Regions from separate parts of the Oryza sativa genome. Here region 2 is linked to region 1. The links are chromatin contacts, called in public HiCAR-type maps. All regions are on one chromosome and are shown on one strand. Each heading gives the region's core, a stretch centred on a gene start, on an enhancer-like site or on the middle of the called end of the contact. The rest is flanking DNA. Distances are from core to core; before and after follow the strand shown.

Evidence for each region. HiCAR-type assays count read pairs that join an accessible place to other places.
Region 2: a HiCAR-type map of leaf shows a contact between it and region 1, with 2.4 times the contacts expected there. The contact joins the promoter of LOC4336398 here to the promoter of LOC4336385 in region 1. A contact is called at or near these places in 2 of 15 Hi-C or Micro-C datasets (leaf and seedling) and 1 of 4 datasets of contacts at active chromatin or transcription factors (leaf).

Annotation. Positions count from the first base shown.
Region 1 is chr4:26,117,211-26,124,313 of ASM3414082v1, forward strand. LOC4336385 reads right to left here and starts at 3,196. Exons shown (of 1, transcript XM_015778804.3): 1 at 2,205-3,196. The coding sequence starts at 2,908. The coding sequence ends at 2,513.
Region 2 is chr4:26,251,791-26,258,893 of ASM3414082v1, forward strand. LOC4336398 reads left to right here and starts at 3,316. Exons shown (of 2, transcript XM_015781360.3): 1 at 3,316-3,567; 2 at 5,261-5,691. The coding sequence starts at 3,385. The coding sequence ends at 5,491. LOC4336397 (large ribosomal subunit protein eL14z) reads right to left here and starts at 2,644. Exons shown (of 5, transcript XM_015781361.3): 1 at 2,460-2,644; 2 at 2,275-2,376; 3 at 1,107-1,236; 4 at 916-1,028; 5 at 587-827. The coding sequence starts at 2,462. The coding sequence ends at 771. TRNAI-AAU (transfer RNA isoleucine (anticodon AAU)) reads left to right here and starts at 7,037; the gene lies at 7,037-7,103.

The DNA of each region.
Region 1 (7,103 bases), core at 1,946-4,445:
ATTACATATTCCGCATGTAAACTGCGAGACGAATTTATTAAGTCTAATTAATCTGTCATTAGCAAATGTTTACTGTAGCATCACATTGTTAAATCATGGCGTAATTATGCTCAAAATATTCGTCTCGCAATTTACATGCAAACTGTGTAATTGATTTTTTTTCCCATATTTAATGCCCTATGCATGTGTCCAAATATCTGATGTGATGTTTTTGGCTAAAATTTTTGGATCTGAACGAGGCCCTAGACTTGATAAGTAGTGTTTTCAGTTTTCACGAGTTAAGGGTCGCTTGAAACATACAAAGGGAAAACGGAGTAATAAAAAAAAGAAACATATGATTCTGGTAGTAAAGCAAGTGCAAAATAGAGAAGTATAAGACACATAAATGATTGTTTGATTGGATCATATGAATCGAATGAAAAATATAGATTTAGGGGGTGTTTAGATTCAAGGGTGTAAAGTTTTGACGTGTCACATCGGATATTATATATGATGTCGCATGGGGGTGTTCGGGCACTAATAAAAAAACTAATTGCATAATCCGTCAGTAAACCGCGAGACGAATTTATTAAGCCTAATTAATCCATCATTAGTAAGTGTTTACTGTAGCACCATATTGTCAAATCATGGAGCAATTAGGCTTAAAAGATTCGTCTCGCACATAAATCACAATATGTGCAATTAGTTATTTTTAGCCTATATTTAATACTTCACGTGGTGTTCAAACGTTCGATGTGACAGGGTGTAAAGGTTTTTTATGGGATCTAAACAGGGCCTTAAAGGAAAATTTTTTAAGATGTTGAAGCTTTGGTTAAATTTTCTTCAAAATCTATGATAGTATATCATTCAATCATTTGTTTTAATATGATTGTTTTTCCCCTAAATCAAGTTTTTCCTCCAAATGAAATACTCAGAACCTAAGGCTGACTTTTCTCCGAATCAAAGGGCCCTAAGGTTGGAGCGTCGGATGCAGACCCTGTGGGAGCGTCGAATCAAACATATTTTATTTTACAAGCTATACAAAGTAAAAATTAAACCCAGATTTTTTTCGTGTAGGCATTTTCGTCTAAACTTTCGCAATGTAAATTTGGTGAAAATGATCTCAGAAATGCTTCGATGTTGTAAACAAAGCCGAGGAATGCTTTGCTTTCCAAGTAAATCACACGCATCTCCTTTCTCGTCTTCCCTTAACACGGCTACGCTATCTTGCGCGTTGCTTACCCCCATCCAATTCCCCCGGTTGCTTGGACATTTGACATTGCCCTCCGCAGGCCATTGACCAAAACCGAGAGACGAGATGAACGAACAGTTCAGACAATTACCCAACCAACAATGATCCCCGATTTATTTAAATGCAATTAAAACTGGCAGGAATGGACCAGGCAGGTGCAGGAATCGAACCACTTGGAACAATGCTAGCCAATCAATCAAATGGAAACAGCAAACACCAACTAATCTTGCTCTGGAAAACAATACGGGAGGAGCTGCCCCTACGCCCTTTCCATTGCCTGATTGCCCGAATAAATAATCAGAGGAAGATCAGAAATAAATTACTCGCAGAGAGCTTCAGATCAGAATAATACGTAGTGCGTGCGTGCGTCCTTTTCGTGAATCACCTCCTCTGCAATCGCGTCGTCCAAAGCATGCTTCAACCGTGTACACCGTCAGCCATGGAGGACACCGAACAATTCTCCAATAATTCGTCTGGTTGTGGTCTGGAAACACATGCGTTTTTAGGATGTGTTCAGTTCAGCGTAAAGTTTAGATTTTAGTTAAAATTGAAAATGATGTGACTAAAAAGTTGTGTATGTATGACAAGTTGATGTGATGAAAAAGGACTGAAGTTTGCGTCAAACTTTAGATCTAAAAACAGCATCAGGCCACCAGGGCACATGGAACGATGATGGATGGGGGAGGAGCAACTCCCACCAGGCCACCACTAACCGCTTGCACGGCGCCATGCTCGTTGGGCACATCCCCCACGTCTCGCGCGCCACCGCCTCTACGCGTCTCTTCATGCGAATAGCCGCCGTCTCATCCATGGAACACAGGCCGAGGAAACCGATAGGCGAGGGCGGCGGCGCTCGGTAGCACGCGAAATCCACCCATCAACGCGAATCAACAGTTATATAAAAAAATTGCGATTCACCGTCCCGGGTGCGTGCACACGCTCGCCGTTCTACTAGTACTTGACAAATGACAACCACCAAACATTGCACGCACATGATATACAGGTAGCGAACTAGTAGTAGTACTAACAAGAAATCGCGCTTTCTATAGAAAGCTGGACCATTCTGGTCATTGGTTTTGAATAACAACAATAATTTCATCGAATAAAGCTGCTAGTACACCAACGTTTTTTTTTTCTTTTTCTCTCCTAGATCTAAAATCTAAACAGGAGGAGCAGGCAAAGAGGAGGAGAAAACGAAGAAACCGGTTTGATGATGTGTCGGTTCTCCCCGGTGAAAAGGGGGAAAACCACCTGGGGTTGTGATGTCTGGTCGCCGGCACGTCACTCCTTTATCTGGAGCCAGCGGCCGAGCTGCGTCGGGTTGACGACGCCGGGGACGCGGGCCCCGCTCGCCATGAGGAGCCACGACACCTCGGCGTACCTCCTCCGCTTGGCGGCGTCGGGCTCCGGCTCGGGCACGGGCTCGCCGGGATGCAAGGCGGCGGCTTGGCTCGGCTTCGTCGGCTCGACCCGGCGGCCCTGGAGCGTGCCGCGGGTCAGGAACTCGTGCGCCAGGTGACCGGCTAGGAGCTTGTTGTTGGGGACCGGCCCCGGAGCCGGCTTATTAGTACCCGGCTCGGCTAGAGCTTTATTAGCCGGAGCCTGAGCCAGGAGCTCCCGCTCCTTGCGCTTGCCGACCGCGACACGTGCCGCCTCCAGCTTCTCGCTGAGCGACATATCGACGGCTGAGGGTCGTTCGCCACGTGCCACGTCAGCACGAGTCAGAGCCGTCAAAGAAAGAGAGGAATTCAGAAAAAAAAAAAAGGTTTCGATGGGAGAAAAGGAAAAAGAGAAGGGCGATGTGTTCTGCAAAAAGGGTAGAAAAAAAAGGGAAGGAGATGTACAAAGGTGGGGCCCACCAGGGGCAAAATCGTAACTTCACAGGCCAGGGGCCAGCAAAGCAGATGGAGGGGGGGAGAGACAGCAGAGAAGAGAGAGAGGGAAGGTGGAAAAAAAATTTGTGGTAGAAGGGAAGGGGTCTGTGGGATGCCGGCTCATATTTATATCGGAGAGATTTAGAGAGAGGACTCAAGGTTCGGAAGAATTACAAGGGATGCCATCCTCGCTAGAGTCTAGTTGCCACAAAATCTAGAGGATAATGAGGTAATTGCGCGTCATGGTGGGATGTGGGTTCTGTGGCGTGGAGTGGGGCCAGGGGAAACTGCCACTGCCGTGTACCCGGTTGTTATGACGCTGGGTCCCGTCCGATGGGCCCACCCGTCAGTGGAGCGGGGGAAATCTTTTGGGTAGGTTTTTGTTTCCCGCCTCAGGTGTCTGGGACGTGGGACCGGACCTGGCTTTATTAGTTGCAGTTTGTTTGGGAAGCCCAAAATCCTCCGTATTTCTGTAGATGGCCAGATAATTGAGTTTTAAAATCTTTGCTTATTTGTAGGATGGATCGAGAATTAAAGTCCTTCTAATTGAGACATCGATGATAATATAAGTTTTATCTGTTTTCTAAAATAAGATTGGTTACTTAAGTTGTTTAACACCAAGACTGGTGTCGGAAGCACCGTCTTCTCTAAGACACTCCTCCCGACGGCTCCAACAGTGATAATATCTATGATACTTATTAGGGGTGACAATTTTCTTGTTGGGGTTGAGTGGAAATTCCAGCTCGCGGATGACCCGGTGGGCTCCGAAGATATGAGGTAGAACCTTGAAGCCTATTTGGCCTTTTTAAATAGAGGTATATGAAGTAAACCATAATTTCTCCACTTCCCATCTCCCCCCCCTCCCCCTCTCCTCCAACCTCATTCTTTGTTTTCTCCGTTGAGACCTCGACACAGGCTCTCGAGCGGGGCTTGGGCTCGGTACGTTGTGTCCTCCTTGAGACCTCGACACCAGAAGCCCACAGCCACCTCTCCCCGTCCTCCTGAATTCCTGAGTCCCTCCTGCTTCTCTGAGTACCACGCTGCCTCCTCCTCCTACGCTGACTTCAGATGCATGGGTACGATGTGGGGCTTTCTACCTTGTTAGTGCAGCGGTATCCAGTGTTCTACAAACTAGAGGATGCCCAGCGCGTTGCTGCAGGACTTTGTTAACATCAATTTGTTAGATAAGAGGTATAATCTCAAAAAGAAACAAAATAAACAAATAGGTTTCTTGAAGAAATTCTTTTTAGCAGCCCTATCAAAAATTTGTACATAATTTAGATAGCACATGTCAAGTGAAGGAATGTTCAGCCATAAAGCTCTTTTATATGGATTGACAGGCTGGATGCATATAGATGTGTGTGGAGATATGCCCATGTGGGTTACATTTGGCACTGAAGAAGCTAAGAGACTCACCGGGGTGGTGACTGATGGGTTGGGCTCTATGCTGCATTATATCTAATGTCTGAGAAGCAATCTAATATATTTATCCAACGGTTCACAATTTGATGATGACGTGGAAGCACGAGGTTTAAACTTTTGGCCTTAACTTTATAGAAAGAAGGGATGTGCTTAGTCCTAATTCTCACCGTTTTTAACCACTTCTTTTTGACAGGATGTTAAATCCGGCATGCAACCAGTGAGGAACGAGGATATTCTAGACTCCAATACATCTCTCATGGATGGGTCCTGTGCTATTTGCCAATGCAATAGCCTAGGATTTAATTCTGTGATTTGTACATTATCATTCAGTGTGATGTGTCCTTTCTAATGAGTATTAAGGCTGTGTTTGGAGCCCTAGGTTCCCAACCCCTCTCTAGTATTCCGCGCGCATGCTTTTCAAACTGCTAAACGGTGTGTTTTTTTTAAAAAAGTTTATAAACGAAAGTCGCTTAAAAAAGTTATATTGATCCATTTTTTTTAAAAAAATTAGCTAATAATTACTAGTAATTAATCATGTGCTAATGTACCACTCCGTTTTCTATACGCACTGTGTGTGTTGGTAACAGGCACTTCCGAACACAGCCTAACTCTATCTGGTTGTGCGGGTCCCGCTCACCCATCGAGTCCCCCGCGGGGGTTGTATATGATGTTTTTTCTCTTTTCTTGCTTTTGGGTTTTTTTTTCTTCCATTATATTTAATAAAAAGCACAATCCCGTGCTAATTCTATTTTAAAAAAATGTTACGTACTAACAGTGATATAACTCTTAAATTGTTGCTTTTTAAAAGGAAACTTGAAGTCTTTTATATCAACTGTGAATGGTATCAGGTCATTTTAATTGACTAACTCGGTTTGGTTTGGAAATGGGTATTAGATTCATTTCGAGAGACGTTTTGCTAGAAATTAACCATATTGTTGTGTTGACTTCAGAGGTTCAGGGTTCCAGCGAAAATATAATTTTTAAACAATAGGTTATTATTTTTGTTCAAATCTTTAAAAAGACCAATAAAATATGTCGTGAAATTAATTAGTAGAATAATAGTCATGTTAATCATTCAGTTTAGAACTAATGATGACGGCTTTGAATAAAAGACCAGTATATAATGCGCAATACATCAAGGGTAAAATATGCATCAGGCATGTGCGTACGTAGAACATGAGTAAGCGAAATACCATATTTTCCAGGTCATCTAAATAAATTGTAGCATATATAACAAATGAATATTTAATGGAGATGATTAGCTGCACTATAAGAAGCGATTTTCCCAACACATGGGTTTATTTTTTAGGTGGATTCAAAAGAATCCTCCTTTAAAAATAACTAGATGGATACCCCACACGTTGCTGCGGAAAAATTGTGTGATAATATAGTAGATATGAGTTCTAAATTTTTCTTTCTTATCTACTATTCGATTTTTTTTTCATGTATTTATTTATTTTTATACTTTATAAATTATCTAAATGTTAGAAATGATTGGGTTGTATGGTGTACTTTTTGGGGGAAGAGATGCAATTTATAACCTTGATGAATCATCCAGAGGCTAAAAACAAATAAGATGATGTGAAGAAATGTATTTTACACCCTTGATGAATCATCCAAAGGCTAAAAATAATTGAGATGACGTGAAGAGATGTAATTTACATTATTGATGAATCATCCAAAGGCTAACAACACAATTAAGGTAATGTGGCTTTATGAGAGAAGAGATAAATATTATTAACTACACTCAGCGGGGGATGAACTTTATAGATATATAGGATAAGAGACCCTATAAATTCAGCATTGTCTATAAAAATTGATTTTTACAAATGTGTATAACAGGACAGCCGTAAAAATTACCTTATTTTCACTAGATCCCGTATATGAAAATTTTAATTTTCATAGGCCACCAGCAAAAAATGCAGAAGCGTTATTAAACGATAGATCGACACAGCTGAGGCAGCACGCAAATGCTAATGCGTGGCTAGTCACGCGCATTCCCCCTCCTCCACGTGCACCATTGAACACGTGGCGCGCACGGAGAGGGAGGCAGCAGACGGTACACTTTTCTTTTTTTTTTTTGGTTTTTAATACGTACATATACAAACTTGGTGTACACACTAGAACGGGATCAGTTATCTCTAACGGGCTTAAAGCTCATCTCTTTCGGGCAGGGCCCCTTCACTAAGCAAAGGTCAGTGATGTGAGAAAATATCTCAACCGGACATCCGGGCGTCACGGATGACACACATCTCAATCGGGCCAACACAAAAACCCGTCACGGATGACTCTCATCTCTAACGGGCCTAAATTATAGCTCGCACGGATAAGTATAATCCAAAAAAAATAAATTTTGTTTTTTTGTTAGCCTCACACGCCTTTGCCCTCACTCGTGCGCCTTCCCGGTCGATCACCCATCCATCCCGAAATTGCTCTAGGCTAAGCACGCTTAGCCTCATAGTTCTTTGGAGATTGGATTCCGAGAAAGAAATTGTAACTTGTTGGCATGAGTATTCTATTAATCCTATTAAGCCCTGGGCCAGGATGTCACACCCTAGCATACCCTATTCATATAC
Region 2 (7,103 bases), core at 2,066-4,565, 130 kb after region 1:
TGGGCGGCGGGGTCGGGCCGCCGTCGTCGAGTCCGTCGAAGCCCGCAAGATCGATGTCTCTGCATCCTGGTCCGACGTCATGGCAGATTGCTGGGGTGCAAGACACGCAACTATGAAAGACGGATAAATTTGCAGCAGGCGCCGATAGATTACGCACAGAAATTATTGGGTGTAGTAGTACGTACTATGATTTATCGGACGGAGTTTGTTACTACCTTGTTTATGGCTGGTGGACTCCATCTTGGTTTCAGTTTTGTTTATAGCTGATGGACTACATCTTCGATACCCAGTTAAAGTCGGCTAGCTACGTATACGCGACGGCCTAGCCTTTCCCGATTCAATCATAGCATATAGTCAGGCTTATGTTTTTTTATATAAAAACATCACAGTGCTTTAGCATATAGTCAGGCTTACGTTTTTACAGAAATATTACAGTGCATTTTTTTGGGAAATTATGTTGTGGAAACTGGAAAAGGCATTGGAAAAGAGCACAATAACAGTGGCATTGTGGTAAACGCTTAGGATGAATTTTCGTAATGATGGGGAATTGGAACATCTAACACCATGGTCAGCCACGACGAAAGAATTCACACAACATATGGCATACTATCTTAGATTCTGAATAGAATTTGTGGCACAAGGTCTAAACACAGGAGTTCAAAACTTAAATTTTTCATGAGATCCCAATAACAGTGGCTGGCACAATGTTTCATATTTAGGGACATCAAACATCATTGATCAAAATCTCAACTGATCACCACCAAAATGATCTACGCAGCAGCCTCCTTCTTAAGCTTAGCAAGCTCCTGTCTGATAGCGCCGCCACGCTGTTCATATGCCAATCAGAGTATTAGAGGGTGTATGAACAAAACCTTCAATAAAGGTACTATTCGAGAGTGTAGAGCGGAGTATCACCTTGATCTTCGCCAACATAACCTTGAACCTGTCAAAGTCGTTGAGGGATGCTCTCCTCTTCTGGACAATCAGTTTCTTACCCCATGAGCTGTTCTCCCACTTGTTCTTCACATCTGTAATCAGGATGGCATTCAATTAAAACTGCACTTAACAGTGGAAAAAAAGTTCATAGCCGAAGAATGGTTCATCACCAGCTTCCTCCATTGCCTTAATCAAGGTGGTCTTCTTAGGGACACGCTTGATGTCAATCTTAATGTCAGTCAGAGAAAGCCGCTTGAAGTTTATCTGGCAGCGGACCATATCAGGGGCATCCACAAGTGCCTGAAATCACAAAAAGCAAAGGCATATAGCACTTAAAATCTCAAAACATAAAGTAATAAATTTATAATGAGCAAGTCTAGAGATGAAGTGGAAACAGCTAGAATCAATGGAAAACTCATACTGTGGCATTGATTTAATTACTCATACTATGAGGTAACAAAGTTTATGTTGATACCACATAGAGAGGTCATATTGAGAAGTGACTAATAGTAGTTTCTGTGGGGACAGATAGTGGGCATATTAATTAAACATAATCAATCCATATTTTTATAGACCAATTTGTATACAGAATAAATTATAATCCAAATACGCAGCATAAAACTTCACAACGGAACATAAAAGCATCATCCTTACTAAAGGAAATCTTGCCAAGGGCAAGAACTAAAAAATTGCCATGTGAACTGATTTGAAATAATCTACCAATACCATGTATCATCACCAAATTAACATCAGAAAATCATTACAAACCACAATAAAACATTCCAGAAACCTTTGTGAGCTAAATTTCACAACATAAATCAAGCTGGAGCAAAAAGATATTGACACATGAGCTACTGTTTTAGTAGAACTGGTGGAAGGAAAACAATCCAAGCACACTTTTTCCATTCACAAGGTTCCGATTGTCGCTCAATAAAAAGGTCATCGTAGATGTTACTAGGAGGCAGTGCCCAAGGAAAAGAAGGGGATTTATGATCAAGCCTAACACCAAATTGCTAAAAAGATCCAAGCACGGCTAAAAAGAGCTAGCACATTGGGATATCCAATGCAAAACTGCCATTGGGATAGCCAATGCATGAGCTAGCACGGCTTCACGGTATCCTATATTACCAATCATTTCAACACACAATGCTAACCACCGAATGTAATAAGGAGCTAAAAGCATAAGGCTCGATCACTTAACAGATAAATCCTAAGTCCAGGCAAAGATTGCGCTCGAAACTATGCAGCCCAAGAGTAACTCAGGAACTGAACTCATATCCACACATCAGCACAGGCGTATCAGCAACAACCAGGGTGAGGGAGACAGATCTAACTCACCCTGTTCTGGTCGACGACATCGACAATGACGACGAGGCGGCCGTAGTCCTTGCCGTAGTTCACCAGGGCCACCCGCCCGATCTCCACGAACCTCTTGAACGGCTGCACAGCACAAGCACAGTAACAACGCGCGCATCAGCACATACCGACGAGACGACGGGCAAGATTTCGCGACAGCTCCCTACCATTTCCGCGGGGAGGAGGCGGCTGATGCTGCGGCGGCGGCGACGAAGCGGCGGCGAGACGAGGGGAGGGGAGGCGCGCAGTGCGGCTAGAGGAGAGGAGGGTTCAGATGTGGTGGGTCTATATAGCGGAGGGGGCGGATCTGCGTGAGCCGGTGGATCTCGTGGCGAGGGATTCCTGTCCGTCCGATTTAGGTTAGAGCTGTTGCGGAGGTTTTGTAGGGGTGGTGGACTGGGCCACGGCCCATGGGAGGGCTGAGTGGAGATTTTGGGCTTCTTTTGGACTCTCCATGCTGATTTCTGTTGGGCCTAAAGGTTGAAATGCTGAACCGGCCCGCAAGTACAGTGGAACAGAGTTGAAACAAGCAGAGTTTATTCGGATTCAGAGTTCAGAGTTCAGACTCAAAACTCAATCTTTCAGATCATCATTGAGCTCATGACCTCATGTTGCGTGCGAGGAACAGAGGAGACACCACCTTGCGGCATCTCTCTGGGGAACCTCCTCAAATTGGCTAGAGAACCGAGCCGATCGCGACGAGCGCTTTACACCTCGTCGCATCCCGCCCAAATTTGGCAGCTCTTCATCTCACCACAAATCCTCTGAAATCTTGTTGCTAAAACGTAGTACTCTGTAAATAGATAATACTGACTTTTGATGCAATCCAGGTGAGTGGTAATTGCATCCCTTCTGCTCTGGCGCTTCTCGAGCACCAGGTTTGCAGGGAAATATATATGGGCACACTTGCATCGCCTTTACTACGTCCATTAACACTTTCCAATTTGTTTAATTACCTGCTAACTTTGCTGCATCCCTCTCGATGGATATAAATACGCCTCTAGCTCTAACTTTTTCCAAGCCACCAAGAGAGAAAGGTACCGGCTTGATTGGCAGGTGTTGAGGCGATTCTTCTTCTTTGCTCAAGGAGAGATGGAGGTCGAGAAGAAGGCGACGACCGTGGAGGAGGTGAGAGGGGTGGAGGAGGAGACGAAGAAGGAGGAGGCGGCGGCTTCTGACGTGAGCCTGAAGGAGCTGTCCAAGAAGCTCGATGACTTCGCCAAGGAGAGGGACTGGGAGATGTACCATGCCCCGAGGAACCTTCTGCTTGCCATGGTTTGCTCTCGATCTTCTTGTTTGCTTTTCTTTTTTGAAACTTTTTTGTTTGCTATCACTGGAATTGCTAAGCTTTTTCCTCTGTTTTTCCTTCATTAGTTGCAGTCTTGAAAATCACACGGATCTAAAGAATTGCTAGTGTTTGTGGAAGTTGCACCCGCCCCATAACCAAAAGAAAATGGGTACTAGTAGTAGGAAGCAATAGGAAGATGAGTGATTAGTCATTAAGATTAGTATTATTTTGATTTGAAGCGTTTCATGAACAAGGGAGATTAATTGTGTTTCGTGTATAGTAACTGCGGAAAATTTTAGATGTCACACGATAATTTCATTGCCTTCCTGCACCCCCTAATTTCCTTACGATTATTTTGCTTTATGACTCAAGTGTGCACTATAATAGTATCAGGTCTCAGACAGTACCCCGCTGCTACTGCAGTTAGATACTTGATTAGTGCTGCAAGTCGCACTGTACTCGCTAGTCAGTATTCAGCATCTTTGGAACAATGCATGCACATGAACAACGTAGTGAACTAGATTGTATTCCTTTTGAATAGAATATTATAGCCTGTGGTAGACTATTTTAAAATTGATTCATTCTAAAACCATCATCGATTTGTTATCCCAGAGTATCATTGCATTGATTATTTTGTGTAGATTAGATTATCATAATAGAATGTGTTCTCTGTTTGAGTATTGACCAACCGTTCAAGATGATTGTTCTCTCCCATTAGCTGTTTGTTCAAAGTTGTGTTACTTAAGATTCTTGAGATCTATCAAAATTATTCCTTCCAGACAGCTAACTGTTTGTGGACGGCTCATCTTGTCCCTTCGAATCGACCCTCAATTTTTTACCCACAAATTTGACATATCACCATCTACCACACATATGTAACAAAGTCATGAAAAACCATCTAAAAATCACTGGTTTTGTTCCTTTTGAATTGCAAACCTCATACGTTCCCAAGGGCAAGAACTACTTTTAGTGGTCACTCTTAAGTTCGCCTATGTTCCTACCTGAAATTTATCTGTACTTTGATCTTGCATCTCATACTGTTTGCCTGAAAGATGATGTTGTTTGCTAATGGAACAAGAAATGACAAATATCTAAAGCTGCTCATAACCCATGGACGGGGTGCTGCTTTCATGCCACGTGTTTAACCTACCCCCTTGTGGAACAGATTTCCTATGTCCTTGTCAGAACGACTCAAAATGCTGGAGTCTGACGTGTCAATGCCGGTCCAGCCTGCCTAGTGAGTAGTGAATGATCACCATCGACTCTGACTGAATTTTCTGAAGCAGCACTGCCATTCACCCGTCATCTTTTCGAGCCTGTCCTTTTCCGAAAAGAAACATGTCCCTGAAGAAGTCTGATTAAGCATGCAATTTACTACTACTTCGCATCGACATACCAGCAATGAGATGCCCTCCACTGCTCGTACTGGATTCTAAAAGGAGAAGAAATGCTTAGGCAGACGTCGTGATCGGTGATGTTTGATAGCCTAACATTCCGTTCCAGATTCCATGTAAAAGGCATGTGAACGATTTTCTTTGGCTGAAAAATGCATTCGGCGTTGCGCCGTTTTGTCATCTGAAGAGAGAAAAGGAAAAAAAAAAGATGCAGACATGAGACATGAAGAGCCTTTTCTCTTCATGTCATGCTCTGATTTCGTCTGACAGTATCGTTTGTTGACAGATCGCTGAGGTCGGGGAGCTGTCGGAGCTGTTCATGTGGAAAGGGGAGGTGGCCAAGGGCCTGCCCGGGTGGAAGGAGTCGGAGAAGGAGCACCTCGGCGAGGAGCTCTCCGACGTGCTGCTCTACCTGATCCGGCTCTCCGACATGTGCGGCGTCGACCTCGGCGACGCCGCCACCAGGAAGATCGTCAAGAACGCCGTCAAGTACCCAGCGCCGTCGAAGAGCACTTGAATGAACTGAATTCTGGTACCTGCATGAACTGATTCTGCAACTCTACGAGTGTTTATCTTCGCGAGAGAAGCTCAGAAGATATGTTTTTGTTGTGTACTGTTTTCTTTTCTTTCTTTCAAAAAAGTGAGGGGTGTGTTGAAAGTATCGGTTCTTGTCTACAGACATTATAGCTTGATATATTCTCTTCTGGTTTTCCTGTTCGTCGCTTTTGGATGTTTTGTAGTTTGGAAAGGGTGGACCTTGATAGTTCTGAATAACCCCATTGGTAGTGTAACTAACCATTTATGAAAGGGATAAGTCCATTTACACCCCTGAACTTATCAGTTTGTCTAAAACACACCCCTTATCTCTACAACCGGACATTTGACCCCCTCCAACTGTTAATACCGTGCAGAAGATCCCCCTGAGCGGTTTTCTGCCTGGTTTTTACACACTATGATGCCACATTGGATGCCAGCTGTATAGATTAGCGGGCCCCACATGTCAGTCCGGTCCTTCTTCTTCCTCCTCCCCTTTCTCCCCCACACACTCTCTCTCTTCCCTCCGGCATGGTTCACTGCGACGGCCCCACCTCGTCCCCGATGAAGCTGCAGATCAGACGCAGTGGTGGCGGCAGTACAGGCGGCCAGGCGGCGTGCTCCGGTGAAGGCGACGTCGTGGGAAACAAGCAGCTCTGAGTGGAGCGAAGACATCGGAGACGCACTCGCGGGGAGGAGCTCGAGCGCCATGACTACCGCGAGGTGGCGCACCCATCCGCCGAGCTTGGCGGAAGCGAGCTCGAGACCTCGTGAGCTCCACTCGGCGAGCAGCCGGCTCGCCTTCATGAGACTACGCGGTCAGCCCGACCGGCGTCCGAGAGCTAGTTCCGCCGTCGCCGGCTGCCTCGCTCCTCCTCTGCGATCTCTGCATCCATTGCTGCAGCCTGCAGACCAGCACATTCTCTGGCTCAGCCGAATACTACTGCTCCGCTGCTCGTGCTGATCCGAGTACTGCTCCTGCTCGTGCTCGTGCTCGTGCTGGTCCACCGTCGCCTCCTCGGAGACGTGGAAGCCGAAAAGCTGAGCCTGGGGCTTGTCATGCTCATGACTACAAAGATGAGTAGCTAGCAGCACACAGTACTAGCTTGCCACTGAATCACTGATGATACTAACTTGCGACAAGAGACAGTTCGAAGTCCAAAAGTCTGATTGCGCTTGTCTGGGCTCCATGTTGCATCACTCGGCGAGCAGTGACCGTGCAACTCGGTGGATTGATCAAGCCACGGGAAGGAGGTTGAGGACGAAGCGAGGAGATAGCGACACGCGCGGTGCACGCTCTTTTTTTTTTTCATGCTGAGCAGTCTACTTTATAAGTGCCACGTTGGTAAAAACTAAAAACTAGGGTATAAACTGCTTGGGGGTGTAAATTGCATGGTATTGAAAGTTTGGGGGTGTCAAATACCCCGTTTTGAAGTTCGGGGTGTATTTTAGACAAAACAAAGGGTTAAGAGGTGTAAATTGGACTTATCCCTTTATGAAAAGATAAGATCTAGCTATAAAAAGAATTGGCCTATTAGCTCAGCTGGTTAGAGCGTCGTACTAATAACGCGAAGGTCGCAGGTTCGAGACCTTCA